Regions from separate parts of the Mus musculus genome. Here all the other regions are linked to region 1. The links are chromatin contacts, called in public HiChIP or PLAC-seq and promoter capture Hi-C maps. All regions are on one chromosome and are shown on one strand. Each heading gives the region's core, a stretch centred on a gene start, on an enhancer-like site or on the middle of the called end of the contact. The rest is flanking DNA. Distances are from core to core; before and after follow the strand shown.

The links. Promoter capture Hi-C pulls out the DNA fragments that hold promoters and counts their contacts. HiChIP or PLAC-seq counts read pairs in DNA pulled down with a chosen protein or histone mark. Capture Hi-C pulls out chosen DNA fragments and counts their contacts.
Region 2: a contact with region 1 is called in a promoter capture Hi-C map of hippocampal neurons, with 4 times the contacts expected there. The contact joins the promoter of Nek4 here to the promoter of Il17rb in region 1. A contact is called at or near these places in 2 of 39 promoter capture datasets (cranial neural crest and hippocampal neurons).
Region 3: a contact with region 1 is called in a promoter capture Hi-C map of liver, with 2.0 times the contacts expected there. The contact joins the promoter of Sfmbt1 here to the promoter of Il17rb in region 1. A contact is called at or near these places in 9 of 39 promoter capture datasets (the 3T3-L1 cell line, the C10 cell line, cranial neural crest and 5 more), 2 of 115 datasets of contacts at active chromatin or transcription factors (the SCID.adh cell line and embryonic stem cells) and 2 of 9 other capture datasets (liver and pancreatic islet).
Region 4: a contact with region 1 is called in a promoter capture Hi-C map of hippocampal neurons, with 5 times the contacts expected there. The contact joins the enhancer-like site here to the promoter of Il17rb in region 1. A contact is called at or near these places in 5 of 39 promoter capture datasets (the C10 cell line, cranial neural crest, hippocampal neurons and 1 more) and 2 of 484 Hi-C or Micro-C datasets (cerebral cortex and cortical neurons).
Region 5: a contact with region 1 is called in an H3K4me3 HiChIP or PLAC-seq map of craniofacial prominence, with 4 times the contacts expected there. The contact joins the promoter of Rft1 here to the promoter of Il17rb in region 1. A contact is called at or near these places in 6 of 39 promoter capture datasets (3T3-L1-derived adipocytes, cranial neural crest, embryonic stem cells and 3 more), 1 of 484 Hi-C or Micro-C datasets (cerebral cortex) and 3 of 115 datasets of contacts at active chromatin or transcription factors (bone marrow-derived macrophages, craniofacial prominence and embryonic stem cells).
Region 6: a promoter capture Hi-C map of pre-B cells shows a contact between it and region 1, with 4 times the contacts expected there. The contact joins the enhancer-like site here to the promoter of Il17rb in region 1. A contact is called at or near these places in 15 of 39 promoter capture datasets (the 3T3-L1 cell line, the C10 cell line, the HPC-7 cell line and 9 more), 2 of 484 Hi-C or Micro-C datasets (the HPC-7 cell line and cortical neurons), 4 of 115 datasets of contacts at active chromatin or transcription factors (astrocytes, forebrain, kidney and 1 more) and 3 of 9 other capture datasets (adipose tissue, liver and pancreatic islet).

Annotation. Positions count from the first base shown.
Region 1 is chr14:30,007,545-30,010,195 of GRCm38.p6, forward strand. Il17rb (interleukin 17 receptor B) reads right to left here and starts at 1,352. Exons shown (of 11, transcript NM_019583.3): 1 at 1,188-1,352. The coding sequence starts at 1,247. It overlaps Chdh (choline dehydrogenase), which reads left to right and starts at 1,456. Exons shown (of 8, transcript NM_001136240.1): 1 at 1,456-1,689.
Region 2 is chr14:30,950,085-30,952,735 of GRCm38.p6, forward strand. Nek4 (NIMA (never in mitosis gene a)-related expressed kinase 4) reads left to right here and starts at 1,293. Exons shown (of 15, transcript NM_011849.3): 1 at 1,293-1,634. The coding sequence starts at 1,542. It overlaps Gm41121 (a long non-coding RNA gene), which reads right to left and starts at 1,350. Exons shown (of 2, transcript XR_874490.3): 1 at 1,118-1,350; 2 at 348-1,003.
Region 3 is chr14:30,714,263-30,716,913 of GRCm38.p6, forward strand. Sfmbt1 (Scm-like with four mbt domains 1) reads left to right here and starts at 1,353. Exons shown (of 21, transcript NM_001166532.1): 1 at 1,353-1,613.
Region 4 is chr14:30,673,837-30,676,487 of GRCm38.p6, forward strand. Rft1 (RFT1 homolog) reads left to right here. Exons shown (of 13, transcript NM_177815.3): 7 at 334-412. Among named protein-coding and RNA genes, the nearest start is that of Rft1, 21 kb to the left of the region's middle. Within about 2 kb of position 1,330, at least 55 of the 459 cell types and tissues checked have an H3K27ac peak or open chromatin away from gene starts, as enhancers often do.
Region 5 is chr14:30,653,069-30,655,719 of GRCm38.p6, forward strand. It overlaps Rft1 (RFT1 homolog), which reads left to right and starts at 1,307. Exons shown (of 13, transcript NM_177815.3): 1 at 1,307-1,407. The coding sequence starts at 1,345.
Region 6 is chr14:30,578,121-30,580,771 of GRCm38.p6, forward strand. No RefSeq gene overlaps it. Among named protein-coding and RNA genes, the nearest start is that of Mir3076, 7.3 kb to the left of the region's middle. Within about 2 kb of position 1,346, at least 67 of the 459 cell types and tissues checked have an H3K27ac peak or open chromatin away from gene starts, as enhancers often do. A contact at or near this core is called in the HPC-7 cell line, embryonic stem cells and pre-B cells, where this site is marked.

The DNA of each region.
Region 1 (2,651 bases), core at 102-2,601:
ACAAGCTCATATCATACTTCTGAATGATCCAGAACTCAGCTGAGCTACTTAGAAATCCGTTGGGGACAGTGACCTCATCTTTCTAAAACAGCTTTCAAAAAAGTAAAACCCCCCTACTGTCTACGAAAGGCCAGTTACTAAACCCTTTGACGTTTCCATTAAAAGGGAAGAGTACTAGTTTGGAAATAGTATATTGAGCCTAAAACATTTATTTTAGTTGTCAGTAATCTTCAGTGGCAAGACACAATGTGACAAACCCAAAGGACTCTTAAGATCTCAGCTCTCTCATTTCCAAAACCTTGGTGAAGGCAGAAAGCAGAGGTTTTGATGGAGCAAATGGGGTTTGGATGATGTCATCCACTGTCCTTTGCTTTGTGACATTCTCTTATTAAGCAAATGAGCCACCTACTAGGAACCAAGTTCTACTTGAATGGGAGCAAGACAAGGTGTGTAGGAAAAGCCAGGTGAGGGCTCTACATTTTGCAGAGTTCATTCAATGTTCTTCACAGCTGCCCCCAGGACAGTTTTTTTCTCTTGCACAGAGACGGCAAGGGCTTCAGGACACCATAAATAAGCTGTGACTTTCCACAGTCACCAAGGATGCCTTCCAATGTGTGAAGAGAGCAGGGCTTGCATCTGAATGCCTTGTTGAGGATGCGCTTTTCCCTCCTAGAAAGATTCTTTCATTCATGGGGACTGGAGAAGAAAGGAAAGCTGCCTTCAGGAGTTAACATGGCCCTAGACAGAAAGGAAAAGCAAGCAAGCAAACTGATGCAGGCTGTCTGTTGACCCAAGAGGTGGGCAGCACAGATGTAAGCAGTACTGTCTTGTTTGTCATCATTAACCCAGGACAAGGCATACCTGTGTGAGTTGAGTACCACCCTTTTTCTTTTTGAGGAGAATACTACGACTCAAATGCCCAGGTGGCATCTGTGACAGTTCTAAACCTCATTCCCCTGGGAAGCAGTCTGACAACTGATACCTTCCAGGATGGCAATAGATGGGTGGTGTGAGTTCAAGACCCATCGCGGTTAGCTCAGGGGTGCAAACTGGCCCCTTTCTAAGGATGGTTCATGGACAATTCCTTGACAGTTGAGCTGGCAGGTTTTCAGGCGCTTGTCGCTTGTCAGGGTTCAGCTAAACGGATGGGAACCGAAAGGGTGCCCACAATGGAGGGGGATGCTTACCGGCTCTCGAGGCAGGGCGCTCCTGCACGATGCAGCCAAGATCAGCAACACTAGCAACATGGCCCGGCCACTGGCCACCGCCCACCACCACGCGGAGCTGGGGCCAGAGGTCCAGGGTCCTCTTATCCAGGCGCCCGCCGCAGTTCTCCGGGCTCCGCCTCCCACAGTACCGCCCTGCCCAAGCCGGCGCTGGCCTGGTCCCAAGACAGTAAAGTGGCCGCCTTGTCGCCCTCGGGGCTCGCGGGGGTAGGCGGGGTGCGAATGACTCAGGCCCGGGAGGACTGAAGCTCCAGCAGGCGCGGGGCGTGTCGAGCCCCGCGCACAGGTGTGTGCCGCAGGCCAGGTGGGGCGACCGCACCCGCGCCTGGAGCCAGACGGAGCAGCTCGCGGCACTCCCGGGACGCCAGTTAAAGAGCAGCGGGCGAGGATCAGCGGCCACTGCCTTCTCGGCTCTCCTGGCTCCTGTCCTTCGCGTCCTGGCCCAGGTGCGGAGTTGTCCCGGGTGAGTAGCTAGCTTTTCAGGTCCTAGGCTGGGTGAGGACCTGAAGCGGAGGGGCTCAAGCCACTGAAACCTTCTGGGTTTTGAGAGAACTAGCGACAGGAACTTAACAGTTACAAGGTAACAGTGATAGGAATCTCCACCCCTGGCCTCTCAGGCTTTCTGGTTAAGTGTACTCCTATAGAATGAGGCCTGGCGGTTACATCTGGGGTCCCGAAGCTGGTGTCTCAGCACTGTGGGTTCCGAGCTAAGGTTCTGACATTTGGCAGTGCTGCTTCTGCCTGAGTGAGATCTGCCCGACTCTCCACCACCTCTCGGACCTTAATTTTGGGAAGGTGGGCCAGGGACCATCCTTTTGAGATGAAATGGCTTGAGAGGGGGATAGCCCAGTATCATTTGGGGTTAGAGAAAGGGCTACAGAGCCTGGAATTCTGCTGCTTCAGCCCTTCCTATATCGTTAGCAGAGCTGGGCTCACCAGACACGTAGACAGTGGAATTGGAGAGAGCTTCAGGCACAAGTCCTGCTTCTCCCTGCTAAGAGGTTGGGTGGAGTCAAGTGGCTGTATTTGCTGAAGCCCGACTGGGATACAGACTAAATTCATCAGTGAGACAGACTTCAGGTGAAGATTCTGGTTTTGATTCACCTGGAGAAGGCTCCGTCCCTAGCCTCTGTTGGATTGCAAGGAATAGTTTCCTGAGAAACTTGTTCTGGTGCCTGACCAAGGAGATTGACAGAAGGGAGGTTGTAGCCCCACCCTCGCCTGGAACTGGGCCATCCTGGGCTCCCACTCAACCTCAGCGAGCCGTTCAGGCTCAGTGGTTCCTGGGAACAATAAGCTTTCATAGCAGCCTTTCTGACCGGTAAACCCTTGCCTGCTACCAGGGTGCAAAGGTGCATGCTCTTGGCATGGAGCTGAGCACTGTGACAGGAACATGCAAGGCCAGAGTACCTGCCCTGGTGGGAA
Region 2 (2,651 bases), core at 43-2,542, 940 kb after region 1:
AGTTAGTGATATTGCTAAAGATAAACAAAAGCAAACATTTGCTAGAGCAGAGGGGGCAGACTGCTGTGTAGTAACTATTGACAGTAGCAGGGAAAGTTGCGCTTCATTCAACTGTGCAGAGGTAACTGGGCCTTTTAAGACGAGAATGAGGGCTGGGCATGGGGGCACACACCTATAATTCTACACTCAAGGCGGAGCCAGGCCGATCTCTAAAACCCTGGATTACATGGTGACATGAGACCTCTTCTAAGACACGCGCTCGCACGCGTGCACACAAACACACACACACACACACACACACACGCACACTCACACACGCACCAACAAACAATGAAGGGAAAATAGGAAAATAGAGAAATGAGAAACGGAATTCCTTAGAAAAATGAAAAAAATTACAAAGGTTTGGGAGCATGTTACTATTACATGGCTGTAAACTCAACACACAAGAGTAGGATTGCAAGATGAGCTGTAGAGGAAGATCTTATCTCAACAACAGTAACATAATAATAATAATAAATAATAACAGTTGGTCATTGTAAAAGCAATTACAATTTACTAGTTGGCAATTATAGAAGATGGGATTATATCTTCCCACACAAAATGGGAAACAGACGCCAAAATTTTTTGATGATTTACATTTCAAAGGAAGGGCTTTCTGTCCTGGAGGAAAACATTTCTGGCTTGTAGAAGACATATGCATATATATCTCAACGGGACAGAGGGATAATGAGTAACTGTGCGCCTGTTTAAAAGTAAATTCTTCAGGCAAGGCAGGTAGCTCTTTTCGCAGCCTTGTGCATTCACAGACAGGCGTTAAAAGGGGGCCTTGGTGCTCCGTGGAAGCAGCATGTGAAGTTCTGGCAAGCCTTTCAGGATGGTGGGTTTGCAATCATTCTGTGAGAGATCTTTGCCAGTCTCAGTAAAGCAGGCTGAAACTTTGAGGGATGAAGTGTATTGACGTCTTCACCAAATGCACCAAAACGGCAGGCCGAATACTGACACGCTACAAAACAAATAGAGCAAACATCATTGGTGAAGCCTAGAGTTGGCCACTCTTTTAACTGAATGTGAGCCAAGCACATAGCCGGTTAATATTTGTAGAACGAATGAACCATACGCGTAACTCGCTTAGAACCAGAAAGGATTCAATGAGCAAATGTAGAACCAAAACGCAGGAAGTGCGGCTCGGGAGTCGCTCTGGCCTTCCAGGAGCGAAGCTCTATGGCAGGTCCTCCGGGGCTGCCGAACCGCTCTGGCCGCTTCCGCGACGGCTCGATGGTAGGTCCTCCCCCAAGCACGAGGAGCAGCTCTGGCCACCGCTAGGTCGACTCTATGGCGCGTCTTCCAACTCTGAGCATGCGCAGGACTACCCCGCCAGTATCGCTATGGTAGCGGCGTCCGGGTGGGCCGGGCCTCGAAGCTCCTGCCCGCGGTGGGCCGCGTTTATGGAGTACTTCACCTCCCGTCTGGCATGAGCGGGGCCTCCCGCAGCCTTACGCGCCGCTGCCACAGCTTCCCGACTGTAGGCCTCCTTCGGGAACATGCCCCAGGCCGCATACTGCTACATGCGGGTCGTGGGCAGGGGTAGTTACGGGGAGGTGACGCTCGTGAAGCATCGGCGAGACGGCAAGCAGGTCGGGGACTTGGGACCTGGCCGGGGCGATGAGGGAAGGGATACGTCTAGGGCATCCTCAAATGTACAGGCCCGGAGTGATGGGCAGGGACTCTTCTCAGATAAGAGGTCAGCTTCTCAACTTCCCCTATAATAGGAGCCCCGGATTTTGTCTATTCTTCGGTATTAGTTTTCTTTATCTGCAAACCTCCTGTCACCTGAAATTTTCTTGAGAACAGGGGCCATGTGTTCCCAAAGCCTAGTTCAGGGCCACCGTGCAAGCCCTGTCTCTTGTGTAGTTTGTACTCCTTAAAAACTCATCTCAGCATCTTCTCGCCAGCACTTTCTCATGGACCCTATTTCAGTGAGTAGCTTGACCAGCCATGCAGTTTCCTAAGCTGGTAACAATTACCTTTAATGTCCCCAACGCTGGTTCTATTCCTGTCACTAGGTCAAACCGGCATCTCCACCCTAGTACAGGCCACCAGTCTTTCTGGCTAAATGCCCACTCCCCAACTAGTTCCTGCTGCCTGCTTTTTTTTCCCCTCTAACCTGTCTCTTCTACTGCAGTCATCTTTCTTTCTTTCTTTCTTTCTTTCTTTCTTTTTGTTTGTTTGTTTGGAGACAGGGTTACTCTGTATAGTTCTGGCTGTCCTGGAACTCACTTTGTAGACCAGGCTGGCCTCGAACTCAGAAATCTGCCTGCCTCTGCCTCCCAAGTGCTGGGATTAAAGACATGCGCCACCACCGCCCGGTTTGCAGACATCTTTCTTAAACTCAAATCTGATGTTACTCCTTTATGTAAATTACTTTATGCCATCACCCAGAGTCTAATGAACCAGTTCTTCAGTATTCTTTGCTATCAGGGTGGCCATAGAATGTTGTGCACAAACAGGCACAATTATGAAACTGATGAGCGATGTTTCATAGTTCTTAGTTCTACCAAGCCAGTGGCAGCAACAAGCTGAGAGAGCCGCCACCCCTCAAGTATAGGACCCACTCCTTGTGTCATATGCTAGATTCTCTGCCTAGAACACAA
Region 3 (2,651 bases), core at 103-2,602, 710 kb after region 1:
TCATAGTAGCAAATAAATGAAAATGTGTGCTTGCAAGCATGTATCTATGAAGAAGGGTTTTTTTGTTTGTTTGTTTGTTTGTTTTTTGTTTTTGGCCGGGGCGGGGGGGGTGTTGGGAGGGGGTGGGTGGGAGCTCAAATTGTGTAGCAATAATTGAATATCCTTTTATATTCTTCTTTATTTTTTTTTCTTGTTACTTTGTCTTTTCAATGGTGCTTACACTTACAAAAAGAAAAAAATCATCTGGCGTTTGTAATGTGCATATTTCCCAAGGTTGCCCAAAAACATGAGAAAGATGCTAATGGGAGCATCCCAAGACCTTCGTGTGTGTGTGTGTGTGTGTGTGTGTGTGTGTGTGTGTGTGTGTGTGTGTCTCGCCTCCTCTTCTCTAAAAGAAAGGAGTCTTCCTTGAGTAGGAGCCCCTGACTGAGGCCATCTTAGGCTGGAGAGTCTGGTCTCATTGGCACTCCGGGATCCCACAGGCGCTGGGATTTTCTTCTGAGGGAACTTTCTGGAGCAGGTGGGTGTGCTTCCTATTGACACCTGTGCTCGCTGAAGAAGGGTTGAGTAGCCGAACGTAACTGCCTGTGGGCACCTTCCGATTCGAGGCTGATTCACAGCATTTTTGAGCTTCTCCTGAAGCTCTTAGGTCAACCTGTGCCCCTTTGCGGCAGGACAACTCATTTACTGAGCCTGGACATGAGGTACGTAGAGGCGTTCGAGTCGGACTCGGTAGACGAGCACTAGAGTGCCCTGCTAGATCTCAAAGAACGTGTAGGATTCCCGACGTGGTCCGGCGGGCGGGCGCAGCTCCCTCGGCCACGGTATGCGCCCCTTGGGGACCTGCAGAACTGCTGCCTCTCTGCTAATACCATCTTGCTCGAGGTGGTCACGTGCGGGCTACAGTGGCGCGCTTCGCCAGGGACGGATGGATCAGGGACTTCGCGGGGTCCCGAGCCGCTCTGTCCAGAAGCCCGAGGTGAGGTCTTTCTTTCCAGAATCCCAAGCAAGGCCAGGACGCGCCTCCGGAGCCCGAGGACGCCGTCTCCAAGCCGTTCTCCGTCCATGGCGCCGTCGGGGATCAGAGGCTCACGCCGCGACGCCCAGCGCCACGGCCTCGCGGGTGTCTTTCGGCGAGGTGCGGACAGGGGGACGCGAGCAAAGCGGCGGGTTATGGACCCGGGCCCGCGGACGCGTCGTCTCCCGTGCAGCTCCAGCTCCGCGAGCCGGTGGGCTTGGGGAGGCCGGGTCGGGAGTGCCACGCGCGCGAAGCGAGGGGCGCGGGTTGCCGGGAGGGAGGACCGCGGAGCTGGGGGAGGGAGTGGGGGGGCCGCGGGCGCATGCGCCTTGCGTCCGTGCCATATTGGAATGAGTCGGAGCGCGGAGCGCCGCCGCCGCCGCCTCCGCCGGAGCGCGGGTGCAGGGGGGCGGGGAGAGCTGCCGGCCGCCCCGCTCTGCCGGGCTCAGCAGGAAGGAGGGCGCGAGCAGCGCGAGCGGAAAAGGCGCCCCGCGCGGGCGAGCGCCAAGAAGGAAAGAAAGAAAACCGAGCGAGCGGGCGGGCGTGCGAGCGAGCGGGGAGAGCGAGCAAGCGCGCGCGCGAAAACTCCCGTCAGGTAAAAAAAGCGGGGCGGCCGGCTGGGCCTTCCCGCGCGGCGGCCTGAGGGGTGGTGCGGCGCCCTCCCAAAGAGGCCCAGCAACTTTGCCAGCGGGAAGCGCCGGGAGCCAGCGGGCAGCGAGCGCGCGATCTGAGGCGCCAACGGGCGGCGGCGGCGCGTTGGGCGGGGGGGACGACTGGAGTGGGTGGGGGGACGCGGCGCCCGCGCGCGCGGCCTGGCGCGGTCCCGAGGCTCGGCGCGTCGGCCGGCGGGGGCTGCGGGGACGCGCCCGGGCACCTCGCGGACGCGGCGGAGGCCGGCGGCGCCGGGAGAGAGAGAGAGAGAGGGAGAACGGGCGAGCGGCGCGCGTCAGCCCAGCTGGGCGCGAGAGGCCAAAGTGGCCGGGTGGCGGTAGCGGGCTCCCAACTTGCAGGCTCCGGTCCCCTGCCCCCATCGAGCGGCCTCCCGCCGAGCCCCCGCGGACCCGCCCCCCCGGGCTCGCTCCGGGCGGGGCGCGAACCCGCAGCCCGCGCGGCCGCTCAACTTCTCAGGGCCTAGGCGGCGGCGGCAGCGGCAGCAGCAGCAGCGGCGGCGGCGACAGCAAGCGCGGTGGCCGAGTCTGAGCCTCCACCGCAACCGGTGGCTCCGGCCTCTCAGGCGCTTCGCCTGGGGAGGCACCGCCGCCCGACCCCCTGCGCGGATCTGGGGAGCGTCCTGAGGCCGCTCGGCAGGTCCGTGACCGTTTCGTTTTCTGTTCCCAAGTCTTGTTTTGTTCGCTGTAAAGACGCTGGAGGGGCGAGCCCTGTGTCCTGGGAAGCAAGGCCTGCTCTTTGCGGAGCAGAAAAGCCTTGTGAGACTCGGGATAAATTCCCGCGGAAAGGATAGACGTCGTGTTAAGTTTCCCCCCCGAGATGCCAGCTGTTCGCGTGGGGTCTCAAACTAAGCTGTCAAAGCCAGGTCATCTTTAGAGCTTGCGGTGCAGTGGGGTGGGACGCGTCCTGTAGGGCTTTTTTTTTTTTTTTAACTTGGTGGGCGCTCTTCCCCGCGGGTCACTCA
Region 4 (2,651 bases), core at 80-2,579, 670 kb after region 1:
AACAGTTTTCCTCCTGACAAGGAAGGGAAAGAAGAGAAGGGGCTGGGGTCCCACACTGCCCTTCAAAGCACACCCTTGGTGGCCTAAGCCCTTCTCACTGGGCACCCTTAAAAGGCTCTGCCACCTTCCAATCAGGTCAACACATGGCCGTAGGAAACATTCACGATTCAAATCTTATCCGTCATATACATTTTCTGGTATGTTTGGATGTCTTCTATGCTCTTAGCACTGATTGAAGAGTCAGGGGAAACTATTCAAGTTGGGGCCGTATGGACTGCCCAGGCTTAGATCTGAAAAGCTGGAGATGTGGTTTTATGCTCATTTTTCTTTCAGGCATTTGTCAACTGGAAGGAGGCAGGATTGGCTTGGAGCTTCTTCAAACAGTCGTTCTTGAAGCAGATTTTGACAGAAGGTGAGTAAAGCAGAGTTCACATTGAGCAGTTGGGAGATCATAGAAGATACAAAAGGATTCCACGGGACTGCTGACACCAGAACACTTGTCTGGGGCCCGCAGCAGAGGACCCTTAGAGATGTGCTTGCTCTATCTGCTTTTAAATAAGATAGGGAACCAATATTTATTTAACTTTATGTTTTACTTAAGTTGTCTGCCTTAAATCACTCCACAGCCTTACAGAAGATAGTCTCTCCCTCTGTGTAGGGATGTGGAATTGAAATCCAAGTCTTTGTTAGTCAGCTTCCTGTTACTGTGGCAGATTACCCAAAGTAACCAGCTTAAAGGAAGGAGAGGTTCAGGGTGGCCACAGCTTTAACTCACGGTTACTCGCCTTTGTTGCCAAAGTGAAGCAGTGTGTCATGGTGCTAGTGTATGCAGAGAGGCTGTTGTGTGTCATGGTGCTAGTGTATGCAGAGAGGCTGTTGTATGTCATGGTGCTAGTGTATGCAGAGAGGCTGTTGGGAAACAGAGTTTTAATATGTCCTTCAACAGTATGCTCCTGTCACCTGGCTTTCTCCCTCTAGGCTCTATCTCCTGAGGGTTTCAGGAGGACCATGGGCTGGGCTCAAAGCTTAAATACATGGAAACGCTTTATACTTAAGCTGCAGCAAAACCTAACTGGAAAAGCCCATAGTAAATCATTTAAAATATTTATTATAAACGTGTATTATATGGCAGAAAATTAGAGAAAAACAAAATCTCATTATCAGATCCTAGCTTTTTATACATTTTCCAGCCATTTTCTGAACGGTTCTGTTTGTGGTAGTGAGAGCATATATGCTTCCACCCCACGTTTCCTGTACACTGTGGGTGCTGAGAACAACCACAGATAAGCAGCAAGCATGGCCTCAAGGAGCTTCTCTTGCCAAGCCACTGCTGTGAAGTACTTAGCTAGTGCATGGCTGTGGGCGGGGCTTGGAGACTTAGCACAGGCTCTGTACGGGCCCTTGTTTACTAGAGCTCTGTTAAGAAGCCAAAGAGGAAAAGAGATGTGAACATCTGAGAGGTCTCCTGTCCAAGGGAGCTCATGAGGAGGAGAGCCCATTGTCCTGCCGGAGGGGCCTGAAAAAACCCATTGTAGAAGGCTAAGATACTCCAGTCAGTCGGGTTCAGACTGAACCAGGATGACAGTGTGACAGACAGGGTGAGGCTGAAGAAAGGAGGCCAAAAAGAAAGCTGGAGTTAGTATATAAAAGGCCTCCAGTGCAGAGTTAAGGAGCCTCCATGCTTTGCAGGTATTAAGGAACTATTTGAAGACGTGAACTCAGGATTGACAGGGGATTATACAATTGTGCCTTGGTATCAGGTTTTGGTTCTTAGACCAATCCCAGATATTTTAAAATCTAAGGTGCTCAAGTCCCTGTGTAAAATGGTGTATTTTTTGTGTATAACCTAGACATACTCTTCTTTATGCTTTAATTGTACCTAGTGCAATGCAAGTGCTATGCGGAGCTATTGTTGTACTATTTGTTTAGGAAACAATTTATTATTTGTTATTACTATAATAATAATAAAAGCATCCATACACATAAAGTCATGTTCAGTGCAAATGCACTTTTTGGGATGTTTTTGATTTATAGTTAGTTGAATCATTAGAATCACAAACCCTCAGATATGGAGGCTAGCTGTATTTACAAAACCTAGAACTGTTTGAAGTTAGAGGGTCAGAATAGCACAGAGATAGGACCTAAGAAGTCCCTGTCACAGTTGTCTTTACAGGGAGACAGGTCAGAGAGAGGAGTCTTGAGAGAAGAGGGAGTCTGGCCTTATAATGAATTCTTTTTGAGTTCCCAGGAGGAGAGAACTTAATCTTTGGGGTTGTGGCCACTGTTTGGTGCCCTGTCTCTGTCATGGCCAGGGCGTTTCATATGTGGAAATGAAAATTCAAGCCAGGCATGCTGGCGTACACCTTTAATTACAGCATTTGGGAAGCAGAGGCAGGTAGATTTCTGAGCTTCAGGCCTGCCTGGTCTATAGAGTGAGTTCCAGGAAACACAGAGAAACCCTGTTTCAGAGAAAGAGAGACAGAGACAGACAGAGAGAGACAGACAGAGACCAAGAGAGACAGAGACAGAGTTAGAGAGAGTATCTGGCCTCCCTTAAGACTTGGAAGCCGTTTTCACCTTTAACATTTGAGCAGTCTCCCCTTATTTTATTGTTAAATAGTATGGTTTTGAAATAATTTTTGCTTGTTTTT
Region 5 (2,651 bases), core at 57-2,556, 650 kb after region 1:
CTAGCCTCAAACTCAGAGATACACCTGTCTCCTGAGTGCTGGGATGAAGGGATCCAAATATGAGCATCTAAAATGTACTGATAAAGATGGTAGTGATGTGTAAGATGACAGGCAGTTACCAGACAGCAAGGAAGGCCAAAGAGCTTTGAAAATGGTGATTGCGTATGTTGGCCACTTTAAAAAAAAAAGTATAAAGTACTTCCAGTCTGACCCTTGACCCCGATCTGTTCTGCCCAGGCCCATGATGTGCAGATTTGAACAAGGCACCTCACACCTCCAAGGCTTACTTTTCTCCTCTCGACAACCAGGCCAAGTATCAGAGCCTTGGGAAGGTTTCTACAGAGAACTACATACATGAAAATTCTGTGTCTGACCTTCAGTCCTCAGTTCTTCCTTTGCAAAATTGGGAGAAGTCCTGTCCAGCCCAGTTGGTGGAAGGGTTATGTAACTACATTCGTGTGATCGCCAATGGCAAGAATCTCACTGATTAGTCTCTGCTGAGCACTTTGTCCCGCAGCAGCCACTGCTGGCTTGTTTTGTTCTGTTTTCCTTTGCTTTGAAACAGGGCCTTCTGCTGGGGAACAGGGAACAGGAGTACAGGGAAGATAATTAGCAGGCCTGCAAATTAGCCCAGCAGGTTAAGAGCTTACCATGTAAGCCTGCCAATCTGAGTTTGACTGCAGAACCCATGTAAAGGTGGAAAGAGAGAACTGATGCCTGAGAGTTCACTGATACACACACAACTACACTATGCAAAAACAAATAAATATTTAATTCTCATCACTTGGGAGCTGGAGACAAGAGGATCGGGAGTTCAAGGCTATCCTAGTCTCTCTAAGTGAATTCCAGGCCAGCCCTGGCTACATAGAAAGACCTTATTTCAAAATAACAGCTGGAGTTGCGGCACTTGGGAGTCAGAAGCCGAAGCCCGCAGATCACTGAGTTCAAGGCAAGTCTGCTTTGCATATCGAGTTCTATGATAGCCAAGGCTACATAATGAGACCCTGTCTTAAAAAAAAAAAAAAAAAAATCAAGCCAAAAGATATCAGTTGGGGCTAGGGGTGCGCCCCAGTTATCCCAGTGTTCCAGAGACTGCGAGTTCTAGGCCAACATGGTCTACAGGGATCGGCGCTGAACACACTCTCAAAACAACAACAACAAAAATCAAGACACCCCAAGAAAATCAAGAGACACAGCCTCAAAAGTTGTTTGGAGTCGCAGCTTCTTGTGCTCCGCCCCTGCTGTCAAAGACCCAATCAGGAGCGAGCCTGTCCGTGACGCCATTTTTCCGCGACGAAGCGGGCGCGGGCCCCGTTTCCTCCTCGGAGCTGTGGCTCTGGGGCTATGGGCAGCCAGGAGGTGCTAGGCCAGGCGGCCCGGTTGGCCTCCTCGGGTCTCCTGCTGCAGGTACTCTGCTGCGCCCGCTCCAGCGCGTGGTGCCGCGGCCAAGCCTCCCGGGGAAGCTGCTCTGGGTCCCCCGCACTGCACAGGGTTCCACGGGGGACCACGGAGGCGGGGAGGGGCGCCGGGTCTAGGAGTTGGGAGACTGCGGTCCCAGTCTTGGCTGGTGACTACAAACAAGCCATTTTCTTTCTGAGCCTTGTGTTTCCGTGTGATGATAGGAGACAGTTTAAACAACTATCAACAAACAGTAGACAGAGGCTACTTTAATCTGATATTTTAAGGGGTTCATTTCTGGAGTGTTTCACTCTTGATCCTCAAAACTGTTCTTCAACTCTGATTCTCTTTGAGTTTAGAGAGCCCATATGGCGTAGCTAAGAACAAGGATCGGGTTCAGGCAATGCTTGTCCAGTGACCTAGGACAAGTCACTTCAGCCCCTGAGCTTTTAGCTCCTTGTTGACAAAAATGAGTGTAATAGTATCTAATTCAGAAAGCAATTTGCAAGGATTGTTTGGGATCTTTTGAATAAGCTCACTTAGCGCAGTACCAGCATCCTAGTGTGCACTTAATAAACTGCATCTGCTGTGTGTCCTTGGACAGACTCTTTTTTGGCTTTGTATTTTTTTTTCTTTCTTTTGCAGATGACACTTGCTAGTTCGTCCACATGGTCCAGAGTCCACCTTCACCTTTATCCTAGAGAGGCACAAAGAGGTTAGGAGAGAGAAGCAGGCTGAATTAGATTCAGGTTAGGTGGCCCCTTTTAAGATAAGAGTTACTTGGGTTAGGTGTAGTAGCTCAAGTCTTTCATCCCAACACTCAAGAGGTTGAGTTCTCTGTGAGTTCCAATCTGAGCTCCAGTCTAGATAGGGTTACATACTTAGACCTTGTCTCAAAAAAAAGTTCAAATCAATTGGCTTTTTTTCTGAGCATCGGTTTATTCTTTTCTTCCTTCCTTCTTTCCTTCTTCGTCTTTGTCTTCTTCTTCTTTTTTTTTTTTTTTTAAAGACAAGATCTCTCTATGCCTCCCTGGCTGTCCTGTAACTCACTGTGTAGACCAGGCTGGCTTTGACCTCAGATATGCCCTGCCTCTGCTTATAGGCATGAGACACCAGTCCTGGCTTTATTTATTTATTTATGAAAAGATACTGCTATGTAGTCCAAGCTGGCCTTGAATTCTTGATGTACTTGCTGCAGTTTACAAAGTGCTGGGGTAACAAGCACATACCTCCATCCCGGCAGCTTCCTCATT
Region 6 (2,651 bases), core at 96-2,595, 570 kb after region 1:
TTGGAGAGATGGCTCAGTTAAGGGCACTGGCAGCTCTTAAAGAGAACCTGGGCTCAATTTCCCAGAACCCACATGGAAGTCCACCATTGCATGTAACTCCAGCTCCAGGAGATCTGACGCCTTCACACAGACACACATATACCAATGCACATGAAAGAAAGAAAAGAGAGAGAGAGAAGGAAGGGAAGGAAAGGAAGGAAGGAAAAGAGAAAGAGAGAGAGAAAGAAAGAAAGAAAGAAAGAAAGAAAGAAAGAAAGAAAGAAAGAAAGAAAGAAAGAAAGAAAGGGAAGGAAGGAAGGAAGGAAGGAAGGAAGGAAGGAAGGAAGGAAGGAAGGAAGGAAGGAAGAAAAAAGGAGAGTTTAAAAACCACAATGGAGGGCTGGTGAGATGGCTCAGTGGGTAAGAGCACCCGACTGCTCTTCCGAAGGTCCAGAGTTCAAATCCCAGCAACCACATGGTGGCTCACAACCATCCGTAACAAGATCTGACTCCCTCTTCTGGTGTGTCTGAAGACAGCTACAGTGTACTTACATATAATAAATAAATATTTAAAAAAAAACAAACCCACAATGGAGAGCAATAACCACATCTGTGAGAGCCAACGAAGAAGGGTGGGATAAGAAAATTCAAATTTGTCGGGCAGTGGTGGCGCACGCCTCTAATCCCAGCACTTTGGAGGCAGAGACAGGCAGATTTCTGAGTTCGAGGTCAGCCTGGTCTACAGAGTGAGTTCCAGGACAGCCAGGGCTTCACAGAGAAACCCTGTCTGGAAAAGAACCAAAAAAGAAAAAGAAAAAAGAAAATTTGAATTTGCTTTTTTTCCCTGTAAGTGAGGAGATGCTGGGAAGAGTGTGGGGGACCCCAAACCAGCCTTTATCCATCGTGAACTATGGCTCCTCCCTAGCCGCATACCCCACTTACAACAGCTAACCTAACTCTCCTCTTCTGTATATGTCCTCTAGCTCCTACCCATAGGCAACCTGCAGCTAGAGCAGATCTGCATAGAGACCATTCCAAGGAGCAGCAGGGAGTGGCTGGGCCCTGGTGGGGAATGACCATCCCCTGCTCTCCCTCCCCATCTCCCCAAAGCAGACATTGCTGGCCTGATGGCAATGGCAGCTGTCACTCAGAGGACTGAGTGACAGCACTCAGAAAGAGTCACTTCCTGTTTTCTTGTATACGAGAATTATATTTAAATTGGGATGCATATATGTGTTCAGGGGTATGTTTAGAGGTCAGTAAGCTAGAAAAGGGATCGTGAGAGTGGGAGAGCTCTTAAGGGAGGGTGGGAAACAGAAGAGAATGAAACTGATGTAATGGAAAAACAGAAGTGAGAGCTAACTGGAGGAAGGGAGGGAGGTGAGGAAAGGTCACGGGGTAGACGGATAAATGAGAACTAAATAACCACACAGTCAGAAAGAAGTCATATCGGAACACTTCTTATTTTTTGAATCTAACCTAAATAACTATTTTAATAAACATTTTTTGAATAAAGGCCCCAATTTTTTTATGTACGAGCAAAGCATAGCAATACATGTATGTATATAAAAACGTCATAATAAACCCAGTATTTTATACGCTAACAAAAATTAATGAAAAAGAACAATGACCTGGCATGGTGGCACACACCTTTAATCCCAGGACACGGAAGGCGAAGGCAGAAGGAGCTCTGAGTTCAAGGCCAACCTGGTCTTGTAGACCATTAAATACCAAGCCAGCCTTGTCTCCAAGGCCAGCCTAGACTACAGAGTGAGTTCCAGTAGCCAGGGCTACACATAGAAACCCTGTCTCTGGAAAAAAAAAAAAAAAAAAAAAAAAAAAAAAGACAAAAATCAAAACAAAAAAAAACCCTGGAAGTTTCTGCTGAGCCCCTCCCCACTGTGCGCTCTCTCAGCCCACTGCTTGAATTCCGGTTTTTCTTGTGGTCAGACTTGACTTTTGTCTTTAACCCTAAGCCTGGCCTGCATAGGAAGCAGAGAAGAAAGAGGGCGACACTGTTGAGTGACTGAGAGTTTGGGGCTGAGGCACAGCAGATGCTCAGGAGCCAGCAAGGTCACTGGGGGATTGCCGGGAAGCTAGGATTTATTCCGAGGTGCCACAGGGTGGGGGTTTTTATTTGTGTATTCTGTCTGAATGGACTCCACCCCACAGTTACCTGGCAACAGCCAAGTAGGTCTGGACCTCTATAAAAGGGGCTGCTTGCCCCCTCCTCTCTCTCTTACTCCTGCTTCTCTCCCTTGCCTCTTGCCCCCTTGTTCCCCCTCTCTCCCCATTCCTTTACCCCCTCTCTCCACGTGGTCATGGCTGGCCTCTACTTCTCTACTCTCTCCTTCTCTCTGCTTTTCTCTGCCTCTGCTACTCTCTTAATTTTCCTCCCCATGCCCTAAATAAACTCTATTCTATATGATACCTTCGTGTGGCTGGAACCTCAGGGAGAAGGGATGCCTTAGCTTGGGCCCCACTGACACACACCCTTCCCCCCACACCCCCATAGAACATATCTTAATATCTCTTTATCTTCTTCTTTTTTTTTTTTTTTTTTTTTTCTTTTTTTGGTTTTATCAAGACAGGGTTTCTCTGTGTAGCCCTGGCTGTCCTGGAACTCACTCTATAGACCAGGCTGGCCTTGAACTCAGAAATCTGCCTGCCTC